2 separate regions of the Lactuca sativa genome follow, and region 2 is linked to region 1. A link is a contact called in public Hi-C data. All regions are on one chromosome and are shown on one strand. Each heading gives the region's core, a stretch centred on a gene start, on an enhancer-like site or on the middle of the called end of the contact. The rest is flanking DNA. Distances are from core to core; before and after follow the strand shown.

Region 1 (4,559 bases), core at 1,501-4,000:
TCTCTACACTTCTGCAAGCTACATATCTTCTTTTCTACTATAACTTTTTTTTAGTATGGATGAGTTTTTTCAAAATGTAGAAAGAATCAAACAGTAAAAGGGAGAAAAAATGAACAGTTTCAATAACCAACATTAAAAAGCAAAGTTGATGTGTATTTATCATTTTTTTACTGTTGTCACAGAAATTCCTTGTTTGGTGGTGCTCGCCCTCGAGAATTGGTAAGGACTGATCTGTCTTTGTGTGATTGTTTGTTTTTTAAGGTTAAGATAAAGGGCAAAATACAAAAAAAAAACATTTGTATGTTCCATCATTTTATTGATTTAGTTGCATAACTATTTTCAGTATCAAATAAACAAATTATACTTTTTCAACTGTTGAAAAAATTGATCCGGGTTTTCATTAAAAACCAAAAAGTATAAAACTTTAATCACAATTGAAATAAGTTAAAGCGACTAAATTGATATAAAATGGTGAAAGTATGTTGTGCTTTTTTGTATCTTGCCCTAAAATAAATGAACTTTTTTTTTTTTTTGACATTTTTGTTGGTGGTGTAAGGTTTTGAAAGAGAGGGGAGTCGATGATGTTGCTGTTAACCATGACACGATCCAGTCTCCTCCTAATAGGTAAATAAATATCTACTTTAACTTCTTTGTTGTACTTATTTATTTATTTTTTACAACAAATAAAGTACAATTCCCATATTGGTTGTGAAACTGAAGTTACATTGCTATTGGTATTCCGCACAATGATAAAATCCATATGTCATTTTGTTGTTTTTTTCAGGGCAAAAAAGGAAATAACCAGGGCCGACAATCCACCTGTCACGTCCCGCCAAAACGGAAAACCCGAACCCCTGGACCACCACAGAACCGCCAGTAAAACCCGAGACCATGTAGAGAAATCAGATGCTCAGAGAAGAAGCAACTGGAGAAATGAGAATCGAAAGATCGAAAAACAACCACCACCACCGCCGACGCCACAGGAGCGGCCACCATCGCCGGAAACCTGGCGAAAACCGGTGGAGCCCACACCACCGGTGGGGCCACGTTACGGAAAAGCAGCTTCCGCTGTGGAGCTGGCTCAAGCCTTTTCCAAATCGGTCTCGGACCCAAAGGTGGGGTTGAGAGGGGTTCCCGGGCAGGGGCAGATTCCGTTTTCTAGGCTGACCGGGCAGCCCGCAACTAGGCCTCATCAGATCAACGGGCACTGAATGTGTTGAAAAAATTATGTTTCTTGAAGCTGCCCGTGAAGGTCAAGAGTTGACTTGAATGAAGCGTGAGTGGGTTTTCGGTGATAGTACCAATATGTGGGATGAACGTTGGAGAAAGGGAGGGAGGGGAGAGGAGAGAGGAAAACAATAATCTTGTTTCTGACACTTTTTTTTATCGAGGAAAAGATTGATTGATGGATGTTTTTACTGAAAAGGGTAAAAGTGTGCCAATTATTTCATGCACATCTTCATCTTCATCTTGTTTGTTTTAATATGTTTGCACGTTTAGACAGTTTCACTTCTACGCTGATTCATCTATCACCTCCGTTTATAAATCTGTTAGGTCAATTTTCTTTTCAATCTGTGATATTGGGCCGGCCCAGTGGGCTTAGGATATTTGACCCCTAGCCCTAGGACCGGGTTTTATCTTAGGTGGTGTTTTTTTGATGCTTCATTTATTTGATCGATGAAATTCTAATTTAGTAGTGTTATAGTTTCTATTTTACACCAGTCTCTTCACCTCTCTAGATTTTCAATAATAACAAAACCTTCTTTATATTGTAATTTATTGGAAAAAAATATACAATGAGGAATACATATAGAAATGTAGATCTTTTAACTCTAAAAAAAGGAAAAAGAGAAAAGCTTTTATACCAAAAGATCATAATCCAAAACACATTTTAATATTTTCTATTGGAGCTTTTAACTTTTAGTGTTCTATGTAATTCTATATTTTTTATAAGTTTTTAACTAGTTTGATGAATACAGCTTCCATCTACCGGCTGATTTTGCTAATCACAATCTAAAACAAAAACGATGTTGGGACAGGCGAAAACATATCCCATGAACCTTGTAACCTGAAAATAAAATGAAATAGTTAAAGATCATGATTATCTTACAAAACTACACAATGTTTTTTATTAACGAGAAAAATATGTAATTTGGTAAGCCTTATATGACATAAATGTACTAAAGAACGATAAATAAAAAGTCAGAAAAAATAAGATTTCCCGTCATCGAACACATGATATTATTTTCAAAAATATATTTTGAAAATCATTTATTCAACAAACTTACAACCTTTATATACAATTGTTTTTTATGATGCGAGTATGAATTAGAAAATAATACGAGTATTTTGTATGATACGAGGATGAATTAAAAAATAATCAAAATACAATTTTATCTACATAATAACTTACACGAACTCATGCTTGTATCCAGAAGGTGCATTACTCGGTACATACACTTGTATTCTTTTTGTCTTGACCACATCTTCCTCATAAATCGTGCATAGCGACGGCCGCCAGTGTCCATTTTTCCCAACTGTTTTACCACCTTTACCACCACCATTGCCGCCACCACGACCACCACCAAGCTTCTTTTCACGAACCAAACTGACATTATGACTTTTATTGTTTTTCTCCTTAAAAACCGATGAAGACCTGGATTCATAAATGCCACAACAAGAAAAAAGAGTGAGCAGAAACTTCATTTTTAGTTTGCCTCGAAGAGTTCGAGAATCTATGTGTTTTTAAGAAGGAAATAAATGTTCTTTTTTATATATGTTATCTTATTTTACTTTTAAACTTTTTTTTAGACATCAATTCGCAGCCGGCAGCTTTTGATTACGACGTTTTCCCACACTTAACTCATTCTTAAATTATTGTAGTTAAAAGTAGATATGGTGGATTTATGATATGATTCGAAAACGATTGATTGTAAATTTAGCTTTTTAATAATATTATTTGGATTTTAGAATTGATTTAGTTGACTAAATTGATTATAGTCCTATAAATTAGTATATAATTTATTTCGGTGGAACGAAAATCTGAGTTGAAGACTCGAAGTATGCTTTTGAAATTTATTAGGGATGAACAAAAACCGAACCAAAACCCGAAAAAAAAAACCCGACATAACCGAAACTGAAAAACCGAAACCAAAGCAATAATCGACGTTTTAGGTTTGAATTTTACAAAAACTGAAAAATAACGGTTTGGTTCGGTTTTGATGTATAAAACCGCCCATGAAAACCGAACCGACCCACATATATATTATTTATTATATTTTAAACTTGTAGTTTTAGACTTTAGACTTTATTCCTTTAGTACTTTATGTTAGGATATTCATCCTTGAAAGATCAATTAGATTCAAAACAGAATGTAAATAAGAGCAAGAACAAGAACAAGAACAAGAACAAGACAATGATTCAAAATATGGTTAATGATTATAAGCCACAGCCTCAGAAGAACTCGATTAAGAATTGCAACTGTAGAGACGTGATTAGGGTTACAAGAATAATTGCTAAAGTTATGAAACACGGTGCATGCACCTTAAATACTCTAACCCTAATAAATGACGGGTGGACAAGCCCAAGCCCGTTTACATAAATGAACTATTAAACAAACACAATGACGCAAAATAATATTCATAACAATCTCCCCCTTTGCGTCAATTGAGGCGAGAGTCCATCAAGGCTGAGTTTGTGACAACTCTAAATTTATTCCGTCACTGTATTCCATTTCCGTTAATAAAATTTATTTTTATTAAAATTTCCCGTTAACTTTTGGATTAAGTTAATTAAATCGGGACTTTTTATTTTGACTTCATAAGTGTCAGAACACATTAGAAACACGTTAAAACACCCTCAATATTCATTTGGAAAAGTTTTAATTACAACTAATTCGGGTTACGACAAACTAATCGGGTAAAATTTTAAACCCCGTTTAACGTCGGTATTGGGTGGATTCCCACTTGGCCACAAACTCAAGCCTTATATAAAGGATGAGTGACTTCATTTAAGCTTTTTCCCACCTCCTCATAACTTTCTCTCTCTACTCTCTCTCTAAAACTCGAGTTTTGATCTAAAAACGCCCCTTTCAAGCTCCAAAATCGTAAGTGATCTATCCTAACTTGTTGTGTAACTTGTTAAGCATGCAAATCTATGTTTAAATCATTCAAAACACTCAAAAACTTGTGTTTACGGTTTGGGAACACCTCCCAAAACCGTAAACTCCCATGAAGGGGTTTTGAAGCCCCCAAACCCTTCCAAATCCTTTCTAGTGTTTAGCTAAGACTTAAAGACTTGCATGTACGAGCTTAGAGCACCAAAATCATGTCATTTGGGTGGTAAACATGAGTTTACGGCCCAAGAACATTCTTGGACCGTAAACACACCTTTATAGACCATGAACACCTTTTAAGGTGTTAAATTGCCCCTTAAACACCTCCAAAAGCTTCCATGAGTGCCTAGAACCTTGTATTCCTTCATGTGATGCACCAAACCATGCACAAATGAGCAACACTTGAGTTTATGGTTTGGGAAGGTCTCCCAAAACCGTAAACACC
Region 2 (4,559 bases), core at 1,101-3,600, 240 kb after region 1:
TCATGACATTCAAAACTCATGACATTCAAAACTCGACAGGGGACCTAATTACTTTACTCTTATTTCTTTGTAAAGTTTATGTCGGCATTTTTGTCTAAAATAATTACTTTTGTTTTTTCGAACGAGATTAAATACAAAAGAACACGTTTCATGATACTGCTCAAAAATTTATCATGTAAATGTTTTTAATAGAAAAGAAATCGTGAATCGTCACATTTTATCTACCTTTTATTTTGTCAATTTATCGGGGTATTTTAGAGTTTAATTACAATTAATGACGCTACTTGTTTTTTCTTCTTGATTATATGATGTGGATTTAATACACGTTCTTACAAACAAATATAAAGGTTTTACCATATACGACTTGTAGTCGATCGAATAATATTCACCACAAAGATGCTTTTTTGTGAATTACCATATACGACTTGCAGCCATTTTGCATAAACAATGTAAGTGAGACTTTGCCTAATATTTGACATTCTTACATGGATGATTTCCAAAGCTAAATTACGGTTTTTAAAAGAGTTTCCAAGGCACTAAGATTCATATTGCAAGGTATATTAGTTTGTTGTGCCAACACTCAACCTTTGCTCCCAGATCTTGCCCATAGGTGTGATGCTATTAGAGGGACATTGCTTTGGATCATAGTTTTACATTAATATTCATTTCTAAATCAACTAGAGTGCATCCAACTGTAAGTAATTCAATAAAACATCCTATGATTGTTTTTATAGTTTATGTGATCCAATGAATAATACGATTGGATGATGTCTCACTTTAGGTCATGTTTACTTCGTTTGTTGTTAGGGAGGAGGGATTCATTCCCCCCAATCCACTGACCCACTGTTACATTAATTTTTGTCTCTTTTTTTTCATCTTTTTCAACCCACAACATACGAAAATCTTATATTTCTCAACCCACTTAATTTAAAAAATACAAAACAACTAGGGTACAGATTTTAAAACACATGGTACAAGAGGAAATGAGAGAGAGGCTAAAATGAGTTAGTGAAACCAATTAAACAATCCGCTGAAGAATGAGTGGTAACGACGGTAATTCTATTGCTAATTAAGATTTTACTTTGATTGTTTTGTATTTTTTCTTTTAATTGAATGAGTTGAGTGGGTTGAAAAATATAGGGTTTCCGTATGTTGTGGGTTAGGAAACATGAAAAAAATAAAAGAGAAAAACTGATTTGGCAGTGGATTCAGTGGGTTGAAAGGAAATGACTCACTCCTCCCTTATGATAATCAGTATAACTGGATCGAAGCAATACATGTTCATTGTTCAAGATGTTTTACAAAAGTCAAAGAATCAAATGGGTACCGACTCTATTGACTCTAATTTCCAATATTAGAGTTTTTTGAGCAACAAGTTCACTGTTTGAAACGAACCCCAAAACGAGTTTTTCAAATTTGAATTGACATAACTTTTTTTTTAAAATTCTTTTTAAACTATAAAATCCTGGTTTTGTAAATGGTTTATCGGTGATTTTAGTGTCACCTTCCATTTTATGTATTTGGAATTATTACGAGTGCCAAATGGAGATTTAAATTGTGATATAATACAAGTGGCGTAAAGTGCACATTTTTTATAGAAGATATGTTTGATCCCGAACATGACGATAGTCGACCAGGTCGCACCTCCTTGCGGGGTCAAGGGGATGACCTTAGTGATAGTATCAAAACCTCTATAGAATTTTGGACTTTGAATTCAGTGGAAAAACATCTTCGGAATAAAAGAAAGTTGAAGAAACATGTTGATTTTAGATATCCTCGAAGGCAGATAAAAGACATCTTCATCGCAGCCCAAGCTGTCTGTGACAACTTCAACCATACAGCTCGAGTAGTCCGGTCAGTTTATCACAAACCTGTTTTCCAACTACAAAATTCGTCAATTTCATTGTCGTTATCCACTTTTGGATAGATGAGTATATCTATATACACATTCATGTTTTGCCTATTAAAAACTCTCCTACTAAATTAACTTTCTATATACGTGTCCGCAAACAAAATTGTTGTTTTTTGTCTAAAACTTTGATTTTTTTTCAATGGATTATTGTTAAATCGAACTTATGCAGGAATTGTCAAGAAGTAAAATGACCTTAAATGATCTATGAATATGATCAATCGATTATTGATTATCAATATTCTGTTTTCTAGCCTATTTTCTAATATGGCTCGGTCCAATCTGAGATCGGACTGATTTAAAGGTGAAACAAGACAAATAAACGACCCATGTCCCATGATGTGGTCATGTGGTGATTTTTGCAATTGGGTTTCGGGTCGGACCAGAGGGTTCTTTCTTTGGATTAAATGGGCTTTATCCCCAAATGGAATTTGGGAGCCCTAAGTTTATCAATTAACCGTGGATTGATCCATCAAATACAAACACTCATCCGATTTCCTTCGTATAAGATACAAATTTGATCAAATTTTCCCTTTTGTTTAAAGATTACATCAAATCGATTTCCTCTCCTTTTGGTTTCCAAATTCCGTGTTTCATCGATAAAGATGTTGGAGAAGATCGGATTGCCTCCGAAACCATCGCTGAGAGGAAATAATTGGGTGATCGATGCGACACATTGCCAAGGATGTTCTTCCCAGTTTTCTTTCATCAATCGCAAGGTTTGATCGGATTTAACTTACCTACTTTTACGACTTCAAAACTTTTAGTACACTTTACACCCTTGTTCATATTTTGTCTTGAATCGAGGGAGATCGATTGTTAAATTTTGCTTGAACTTGATGGAACTTCCTATCAGCTCCATCGTAAAATCCTAGTTGACTTCTCAAAGTCAATTAACTACGATCCGCCTTCGAACTTGACATGATTCAATCAATATTTGGAGAATCGTTATAAACACATTGGAGAATGCAACAAATACTAAAAGGAGTTCAAAAATTGAGCTTAAACTTGTTTAAATGAACTAAAAACGGATCTGAACTACTTTGCTATTTGGGACTTGAATTCATATGATGACTTATAGTACTCTAAGGTCTAGATTACACTAATAACTTCGATGATCACTAGCATTAGCCAAGACTCAGATTGAAAATCGTTATTAGATAATCATATTCTATTAAAAAGGGTAATTCTTAAACATGCATAAGCCGGGTGCATTTGTTCTTTGAGTTTATGTAGTATGTTTTTTCACTTCTGAGGAAATATTCTTTAGTAGTAGACATTATTAGCAAGTTCTTGGTTGCTTTTCTCAGTTTACGCATTTCTTTTTCAGTTTCTTATCAGTTATCTGCTTTAGAATCATATCAATACTTAATGGTGATGTATGCATATATGTGAATATGCAGCACCATTGCCGAAGATGTGGAGGCTTGTTCTGTGGCAGCTGTACCCAACAAAGAATGTACTTAAGAGGACAGGGTGATTCACCTGTTCGTATTTGTGAACCCTGTAAAACTTTAGAAGAGGCAGCTCGTTTTGAAATGCGGTATGGACACAAGAATAAAAGTAGAAAAGGTCAGTTTTGTATCTTTTTTTTTGTCCAATTCATACAGGGACTCACTCTCTTTTCTCCTCTATGCAAAAGACATGAATGCCCTCCTCATAAAGCATGTCTAGTTCGTTGTAACAAACAGGGTGTTTTGGTCTCTTTTGCAGGGGCTTCAAAACTTGCATCTGATAATGAAGATGATCTCTTAGGAAACGAATCAATTTCATCAGAAAAAGGATCGGTTCACTTGCGTCCAAGTGCTTCATCTTCGAATACTGACATGGAGGTTGACTTTGAGTCAACTACTCCTGAAGAACTGAGACAAAAAGCTGTTGAAGAAAAGAAAAAACATAAAACTCTAAAAGCAGAAGGAAAGCCAGAAGAAGCATTGAGAGCTTTCAAAAGGGGAAAGGAGCTTGAAAGACAAGCGGGAGCTTTAGAGATTGAATTAAGGAAAAACCGGAAGAAGGCTCTTTCATCCACAAGTGTAAATGAAAACTCAAAAGCTGGAATTGAAAAACAACCGAAACAAAAAGATGATCTTGTTAATGAACTCAGAGAACTTGGATGGTCTGATCATGATCTTCATGATGCTGATAAAAAACCAGTCAACATGACTTTGGAAGGAGAATTATCGACCCTACTTAAACAAGTCTCTCAGAAGAATCCTAAAACCGAAAAGGGTAATGTTGGAATTGACAAATCCGAGGTTATTGCTATTAAGAAAAAAGCACTCGCCTTTAAGCGTGAAGGGAAGCTCACTGAAGCGAAAGAAGAACTCAAAAAAGCCAAAATTCTTGAAAAACAAATCGAAGAACGGGAATTGTTGGGCGATGATTCCGATTCCGAATCCGATGACGAGTTCAAGTCATTGATGCGTAGCATGGACATTGATAAACAAGACATTTTAGCATCCGGGAATGACCGGAATCGGAATCACAACATTGATGTTGACTTTAACTTTGACTTTGACCATCAACCCGATTTTGATGTGACCGAAGAAGATATGGACGACCCTGAAATGTCGGCTGCTTTGCAATCATTAGGGTGGACCGAAGATCATTCGGTCAATGATGACGTGGCGGTGTTAACTGAAAAAATACA

The links. Hi-C and Micro-C count contacts between places; a contact is called where the count stands out from the background.
Region 2: a Hi-C map of leaf shows a contact between it and region 1, with 3 times the contacts expected there. The contact joins the promoter of LOC111907048 here to the promoter of LOC111907068 in region 1. A contact is called at or near these places in 2 of 4 Hi-C or Micro-C datasets (leaf and seed).

What each region holds. Positions count from the first base shown.
Region 1 is chr7:23,986,834-23,991,392 of Lsat_Salinas_v11, forward strand. LOC111907068 reads right to left here and starts at 2,751. Exons shown (of 2, transcript XM_023902863.3): 1 at 2,414-2,751; 2 at 1,751-2,068. The coding sequence starts at 2,706. The coding sequence ends at 2,014. It overlaps LOC111907055, which reads left to right. Exons shown (of 6, transcript XM_023902854.3): 4 at 183-219; 5 at 557-624; 6 at 785-1,454. The coding sequence ends at 1,211.
Region 2 is chr7:24,232,078-24,236,636 of Lsat_Salinas_v11, forward strand. LOC111907048 reads left to right here and starts at 2,351. Exons shown (of 3, transcript XM_042896201.2): 1 at 2,351-2,628; 2 at 3,240-3,481; 3 at 3,623-4,559. The coding sequence starts at 2,576.